Regions from separate parts of the Mus musculus genome. Here region 2 is linked to region 1. Evidence: chromatin contacts called from public Hi-C data. All regions are on one chromosome and are shown on one strand. Each heading gives the region's core, a stretch centred on a gene start, on an enhancer-like site or on the middle of the called end of the contact. The rest is flanking DNA. Distances are from core to core; before and after follow the strand shown.

The links. Hi-C and Micro-C count contacts between places; a contact is called where the count stands out from the background.
Region 2: a Hi-C map of embryonic fibroblasts shows a contact between it and region 1, with 4 times the contacts expected there. The contact joins the promoter of Lrrk2 here to the enhancer-like site in region 1. A contact is called at or near these places in 4 of 39 promoter capture datasets (the 3T3-L1 cell line, 3T3-L1-derived adipocytes, frontonasal cranial neural crest and 1 more), 1 of 484 Hi-C or Micro-C datasets (embryonic fibroblasts) and 1 of 9 other capture datasets (embryonic stem cells).

The regions. Positions count from the first base shown.
Region 1 is chr15:90,990,656-90,994,575 of GRCm38.p6, reverse strand. Kif21a (kinesin family member 21A) reads left to right here. Exons shown (of 37, transcript NM_001109040.2): 5 at 101-235; 6 at 708-875; 7 at 2,751-2,866. Among named protein-coding and RNA genes, the nearest start is that of Gm52216, 36 kb to the left of the region's middle. Within about 2 kb of position 1,950, at least 60 of the 459 cell types and tissues checked have an H3K27ac peak or open chromatin away from gene starts, as enhancers often do. A contact at or near this core is called in embryonic fibroblasts, where this site is marked.
Region 2 is chr15:91,671,504-91,675,423 of GRCm38.p6, reverse strand. It overlaps Lrrk2 (leucine-rich repeat kinase 2), which reads right to left and starts at 2,200. Exons shown (of 51, transcript NM_025730.3): 1 at 1,987-2,200; 2 at 1,719-1,804. The coding sequence starts at 2,143.

The DNA of each region.
Region 1 (3,920 bases), core at 701-3,200:
TTCCTTTATGTCCGTCAGCACAGTGGGTTTTAGCCGGCAGCTCAGCCAGAAGGTTGGCTGGTGCCTGTGTGTCAAGTGAAGCTTCTCTTCCCCGTTGCAGATGATGCAGTGTCTGAAGCTGGGCGCTCTCTCGCGCACCACGGCCAGCACCCAGATGAACGTACAGAGCTCTCGTTCACACGCCATCTTTACCATTCACGTGTGTCAAACCAGAGTGTGTCCCCAAACAGATGCTGTGAGTTCATTTTTCTTGTTTCTTAAACATTTTGCCTTTAGATCAGTACATCCTATGCACCTCTGGAGAGGCGTTTGATCCAGTTTTATTTGATTTTATTTGATTTTTTTTCTTCCTCTTAGTTTCCTTTTGTTGTTGTTGTTGTTATTTATTTAAAGGAAGCTGACCAATTGTGTAAGACTTTGGAAAACAAACAAAAATACTGAATATCTGTTTGTTATGACCAAGTGGAGGGGTCATCCTCTAGGCTCTTTGTGGTTAGGGCTGTTTTGTCTATTTTCCTTCATCAGCAGAGCCTTAGTTCAGTACAGCTGGAGATTGCTGTCCAAACTTTTTCTCTGATGTTTTCATTTATGCTTGCATGGCTATGCCACTGTTTCTCCAGCTGTGCAAGGGGGCAGATGTGGACAAGGTTACAGGGTGTTTGATGTCACATTAATGAGGAATCTTCGATTATCTTCCGCCATCCCAGGAGAACGCAACTGATAATAAGCTGATCTCCGAATCGTCGCCAATGAATGAGTTTGAGACGCTGACGGCGAAGTTTCACTTTGTTGATCTGGCGGGATCGGAAAGACTGAAGAGAACCGGAGCTACAGGCGAGAGAGCAAAAGAGGGCATTTCCATCAACTGCGGGCTTGTAAGACCACAAGAGACACGTGCCCTCTCTGCTGTCCCTCTCTGTTTAGCTTGGTTGGTTTGGTGATCATTAAGTAGTGCAGGCTCGCCTCACAATGATTCTCCTGCCTCAGACTTTGCCATCCTGGAGTTATAGACATACATTATCAGGGCCAGCTTCCTTTTCTCTACTGTATTCACAATATATCTCATGGAAATCCTCACTGTCTTGAAGGCTAAAGCAACAGTAATACATTGACCTTCTGACCACACTGTCTGTTATCCCACCCCCACGTCGCGGGCTTTCTTATGTCTTAGTTTGGCTCGCTCAACCTTTCTAGTATGTGCAAAAGCTGACAGATGGGAACAATGTTTTTAAACTTCTTTCCACACTTGAAAACATACATTCAAAGCAAGCCCTTAAAGTTAAGTATTTCCTTGGACAAGACACAAAGGTCACCTTGGTTGACATTTTGTGACACTGGTTTTATTGACTGTGTGGATCATTGGAAAGCTTTTTAACAGTTTATTTTTATTATGTCTTTGTATCTCAGAGTCTGATCTATTTTGTTGGAATTTTGTCCAGAGTCCAGAGATTTATCCATTTTTTTTTTTTTTTTACAAAATAGTTTGTATTAGGAATTAACTTTAATGCTCTGCCACCTAGTGGTATTTTGATAGGCAAACGCCTTGTGGTTGAGTTAGCAGAAGGTTTCATTATGTGCAAGAAAATATTTTAGAACACTCTTTTGCATGCCTTTCCTTCTTGCTCTCCTCATTATAGTATTAGACATCTGTTCCCGTGTAAGGAACAGCACTGCTAAATTCCTGTAATGGTGACACCTGGTCATATGCTTCTACTTGGACCCTTCTTGTCCTGCAGTGGGACCTCCAAACTTTAGGGGTTTTGTTTGTTTGTTTTTAACCAGTGCCCATTGATCCCAGTATGATTACATTTCTGTTAGGAACTGTCCAGTGAAGCTTATTAGAGAGACCCTAATCTCCCAATATCAAGGCCCTCATGGACAGGCTCCCTCGTAGTCAGGCCTGAGCCCTACACTTTGAATGTTGTCTCGGATGGATTAGGACACGTGTCCCGAAAGGGACAAAATCCATTGCTCAATTTCCCGTCGAGGCTGTTGAACTTTGGTGTGGCCAGTACTGAATTCCGTAGATTCTGGAAAAAGAGGCCGAGATACAGTATGACTCATGCCACTTGCTGGATGGTGACTTGGCCCTGACAGTCCGTGTTTCTGGTTGTCTCGTGACTGAAAGCTGATATGATTAGTGTGGGGAATGCGTTCCTCGTGGAGTCCAGCCCGTTCACGGCAGGAAAGTATAGCTATAGAGATATTAATGATTTACCTTTTATAACGTTGGATATTGAACACATATCATGTCATATATATATATATATATATATATATATATATATATATATATATATTTCTAAAGTATTACTTGTGTAGTGAATCCTTGCTCAGGGAAATGACACTAATATTTTCCTTGTGGCTATGAGAAGTATTAGCCACATAGACCATTTGTATTATAGCAGGAAACTTTCAAGGAGCTGGGGACTTGCTAAACGTTTGATTTAAATTGAGAAAAACTCATAATACGAATGAGTAGTTCCCTGAAGATGTAACCTGAGCTCCAGGCATGGTCAGACTTAGTCAGTCTTTAAACATTTCTGTTTTAAGGGAAAATCTCTGGACTCTAAGGGCTATGAGTAACACATGTGTTACTGAGCTTACTTGTATTTGGAAATACAAATGTGAATTAAATCCAAACACGGGGTTCTTAATTTTTATCTTGTTTCCTACAGGCTGTCCTTATTAGTTAAAAGCGCTCTAGTTAATAAGCATATGATTTTCCCCTCTCTCCTTTTCTCTGTCAGTTGGCTCTTGGGAATGTAATCAGCGCCTTGGGGGACAAGAGCAAGAGAGCCACCCATGTCCCTTACAGAGACTCTAAGCTGACAAGACTCTTGCAGGATTCCCTTGGGGGTAACAGGTATGTGTTCATCCGTGTTCTAGGTTTAGATTGCATACAATTTTTAAGGTGTTATCTGTAAGATGATTTATAAGAACTGCTTTTATTTTAAAGCAAATGAATAGGGCAAAAAAGTGACAGATACCTAAAATGTGTAAATCATTTTATACATAATAATTCTGGTAGTACTTATAATATTCTTTGGGTAGTGCTGATATTACTATTTTATTGACGAGTTAAAGTTGGGAAAGTTTGGTGATTTATTGAACACCGTATAAGTTTTAAAGGAAATCAGCAATACATGCTTGTTCTACAGTAGTGTAGCTTCTCATTTGCATACAGGAGAGGCCACAAGAATTTTGTTGGTAATAAATGAAACCTTCTAAATTACCACAAAGTCGTTTAAATATTATTGACAGTTTCTCACAAAGTCTAAGGTCGGAACTTGTTTTGTTATGCTGGAAAAGTTGTCAGAAAATGTCAGTTGGATAAAATGCAGGGCGTTTGCTGACGAGCTGTTGGATTCTGTGCTCTCTTACCCTCTAACCCTTTGCACTGGAGGACTTCATGGCTAAACATTTCCTTCTGCTACACAGTCCCTTCTTTCTCCTCCATTGACTGTGTAAATGGAAACTTTTGGGTTTTTGGCATTTGAATTCATTCATAGCCTATTTCAACAAGTTAAACACGCTCCGCACATTTCCTTGATTATGCTTTTAGTGGTCTAAAAGTCATGTTTATTGAGTAGAGGCCACACAATGAACAATCTGGGAATTACGTCTCTTTTTGGACTGCAATTTTTTAAAAAAGACTTTTGAATAATTTTGAATTTAGGTTTAAAATCAGTTTGCCTTAGAAAAAGATCTGTGTAATCCAGCAGCGTTTTAAAATATCTCTTCCTTTTATGTAATCTTGGCATGGTCTTCTTTCTCTTTAGATGTATTGCATGTTTGAATGCAATATGGCTTCCTTTGTTGCATATTTTAAAACCTGTTTTTAGTATTTTCCGTATGTTTTTCAGGATCAATCTAGTTTCATAACAAAGTAAAAATTGTTTTTGAGCCCAATGAACATT
Region 2 (3,920 bases), core at 951-3,450, 680 kb before region 1:
GTTTAATTCCCAGCACCAAAAATGCAGTGGAGGAGGAGGAGGGTGGAAAGAAGGAGGAGAAAATGGAGGAGGAGGAGAAGGAGAAGGAGGAAGAGAGAATGAAGAAGAAAAAGGGAGTGGAGTAGAAATGGATAAGGGGAATGAAAGAGGAAAGTTAGGGGGGAGACAGGGAAGAGAAAATTACAGTGTTTGGGGATATAGATCAGTAATCAAAGTAATTCCATTAGCAGATTTAAAGTCACAGATCTTGTCAGCACAGAGAAAGAAGGAGGAGAGACAGAGACAGAGCAAAGACAGACAGACACAAAAGGAAGAGATGAAAGGAGAAAGAGGTAAGCAATGGCTATATTCCAGATTCCCCTGGGCTCTCAGGTCTACCACTCCCTTCTGTGTTCAGTTGATTGAAAATCAGGGTCCAGTTTTTCCCAGTGGTACCAAGCAGGCGTGAGACTACCAAGTCTAGGTCTTGGCAGTGTAGGCAGCCAGAATTAGACACTTTTGAATATAAAGCAAGAAGGGTGATGTAGGTGGAGAACAGAAAGCACCTTCAAAATGATTCATATTCCGTGGGTAAAATTCAGACTCTTGGTGCTAAAAAGTACAGTATCTTTATCATACCTCCATCTTCCTCTTGATTTTTGTCTGATAACAACCTGAAAATGACTAGTCAGATAGGAAAGTTTCACAATTGGAAAAATAAAAATATTTACTGCAGATAAAAGTATGCTTTTCTAAAAGAAAATTAGAGCCAGGTATGGTGACATATACCTATAATTATAGCACTGGGGAGCCAGAGGCAGGAAAATGGCAAGTTCTAAGTAGTCTGGGTTATACTGTGAGAACTTGACAGGGTGGGAACAGAGGGAGAAAGAGGAGGAGGCAGGAGAGGAGGAGGAGGAGGAGGAGGAGAGAGAGAGAGAGAGAGAGAGAGAGAGAGAGAGAGAGAGAGAGAGAGAGAACTTGGAGACTAAGAAAAGTTTAGTCTCTAGAATGACTATGAAGGAGTATTCTATTCTTCCCGTGCCTCCAGAGTTCCCCGACAAATAACTCTCAGTATTTGGATGACAAAACTGATTTCAGTTCCCCAGATCGCAAACCTCTAAAGGAAGTTAGCACCTTCAGAAGTAATTCTGTCCTGACTGAAAGCCATTCTTACTTATCCGAGTCTGCTTTAAAATCACAGTTAATTACATAGCCTACTTCTGGACTTCCTGTGACACAGATCCAGACAGAAGTTCTACTTTTGTATCCACTTTGTATGATAACAGCCGCAAAGTAGAAATGTAAACACGGCAGGCGAGGGGGCATTCGGGAAACATCACTTTCTTTAGATACTGGGTGATATACACTGCAGGAAGAATCCTTGAAATGTGTCTTCTAATTTAAAAGTATAAAAGCAAACTGACCCTAGACTTGACTGTTTTATTACTGTTTTTTTAATTACCCTCCCTTGCTGGAAATATTCACTGCACTGCTCTACCAGAAACTCGCTGTATATTAAGGAGCATTCTTAGAATAGTTTGAAAGGTTAACGGACTCACCTTGCCAATAAGAGCCCTGTTTTCATTTTGCTGCTACCACCACCCAGATAATGTCAAAGGTGCTTCTCCTCTGCCAACATTTGACAAGATTTCCCCTCTTAAAGCAAATCTCAAGACCCCGGGACATAAGGCCTATCACAGAACAGTCTTCAGGAACAGATGGGAAGGCCCGCTTACCTGCTGTACACTGGCAACTCTCATGTAGGAGTCCAGGACAATCAACAGAGGCACGTGGAAATTTTTATCTTCAAATAACTTGGAGGCTGGAAAAGAAGGGGGCAAATGGGGGATGAAAACAAAGTCACAAACCACGGCATCCTGGCATCCTTTCAATCTTCCAGGGATCTCAGCTCCTTCCTCCCTGAAGGAAAGGAGTGGGGTGCCCAAGATTAAGACTCAAGTGCAGGATAAAGTTTGCAGAGGAGGGAGGGGCTGCAGGCATTACCGCGGTCCGAGTAGGTGAACACCAGCATGTCCTCCAGGAGCTGAAGCAACGTCTCGATCTGCTTGCCTTCCTGGACATTATTCAGCCTGACTATCAACTTCTTCAGAGCCTCCTCCTCCTCTTCCTCTTCGCAGCCCTGACAGGCGCCACTGGCCATGGTGCAGCCGGCGGGGACTGCGGCGAGCTGGGACGGCTCCTGCTCTCAGAGCTGCTCGGCCGCCTCCGCTGCAGGCCCAGCCCTCGGTCCCCAGCCGCGCCCAGACGGTGACGGCGACCGCCCCTGCCCAGTCTCAGCCCGGCCTGCCCAGCCGCATCGCGCCGCTGGGAACTCCGCCGGGGAAAAGCGAAAGCCGCCACCCCGCCACTAAGAATAGCAAAGGGGCGTTGGGAAAGGAGGACACCGCCCAGTTGGCCCCTTTCAGGAAAGCGGTTTCTTTTAAGAGTTCCCCCTATAGGGAGAGGAGTAATTTGCTCCCCAAAGAATGCAGCGTTTAACAATCAAAATCGGCCAGCTACATGGGCTTTAGGAGTTGTTTGCTTGTTGGTTATCCTGAGCTCTGGTTGTGGTTGCCAAAAGGCCTCTCTCTGTTTTGAGTTTGCAGGCAGGATCTGGGAGCTCTGATTCAGCTCTCAAGGATGGAACTCACAGCAGAGTCAGTGAAGCTAAGGTTGGAAGAAACAGTCTTTAAACGGCATTCTTGGTCTGAACTAGTTATTAGTACTGCTGCCCGGGCCTCTAAAGTTAAAAGGGGTATTCTGAAAGCCGGGGCAACTGCTAATTCCAGCACCTGGGAGGTGAAGACAAGAACCAAAGAAATCGGAGGCCATCCTTGCTTCATACAAGTTCAAGGCCAGCCTGGGCTATAAGAGCCTACCTAGAAAGAAGGAATGGGGGGAGGGGAGAAAGGGAAGGGAAAAGGAGAGGGAGGAAGAAGTAGAGGAAGAAGAGAGAGGGAGAGAGCAGGGGGAGAGGGGGAGGGGGAAGGAGAAGAGGTAAATGAAGAGTTGAAGCAGGAGAAGAAAGGGGAGGGGGCGGGGGAGAAGGGGACAGATCTGCAAGGCACAGTGCTAAAGCATCCCTGTGAAGAAGATGTTGCATCCCAAGAAGAAAGCAAAAGAAAATGCTCACGTAGTAAGGTTTTTCAAGAAGAGAAGTCTCTGGTACAGTGCTGTAGTCAAGGCTTGGATGTTCTATGGTCTCAGATGACCCAACCTCAAGGTTATTTACCCCGAAGGAGAATTAGAGCAGTTAATTTATTTCCTGGCTTCTAGTTCGTTAACATTCTGATAACAATTCACAAACGGATGAGGAGTTCTTTCCTGTCTGAGGAAATGTCTTTGGGATGGGTAAGAGGTGGAGGGGTTTGAGAGGCGGGTTGAGAGCCAAGACACAACTGAAGGTCAGGCTGAAAGTTTGTCCACACTCTGCACTTTCAGCAGAACAAGAAAGCAAGTTTCCATCAGCTTGGGTACTCACTGAGTGCTTCTTGTTGCCAAGGGTTTTCACCTTTGCGTGGTAGTAAAGTGCTAATATTTGCAAGGCTAGAATAGTTAGGATTTGCTTCCAAGTAACCCACGATTGAAGGGTGGGGTCAAAACGGGAAGAATTAGACATGAAATGAACTGGGAATTGTGGAAGGTAAGAGATGAATTCCTGGGGCATTGCTCCTCTCTGTGTGTAATTTTCCATAATGACAAAACTCTCAGCTGATGACATATATGAGACCTATATTACCTCTTCTATGCGCTTTCATGACATGAGGACCTCAGATTTTCTTTTCTTTTTTCCCCCGTATTTTATTTACTTCTTGTTAAAACACACACACACACACACACACACACACACACACACACACACACACACCAAAAACCTTGCCAGAAATTGAGACTTATGTCCCTTCAAAAGAAAATTCTAAGTGACACCGTGTTTCCAA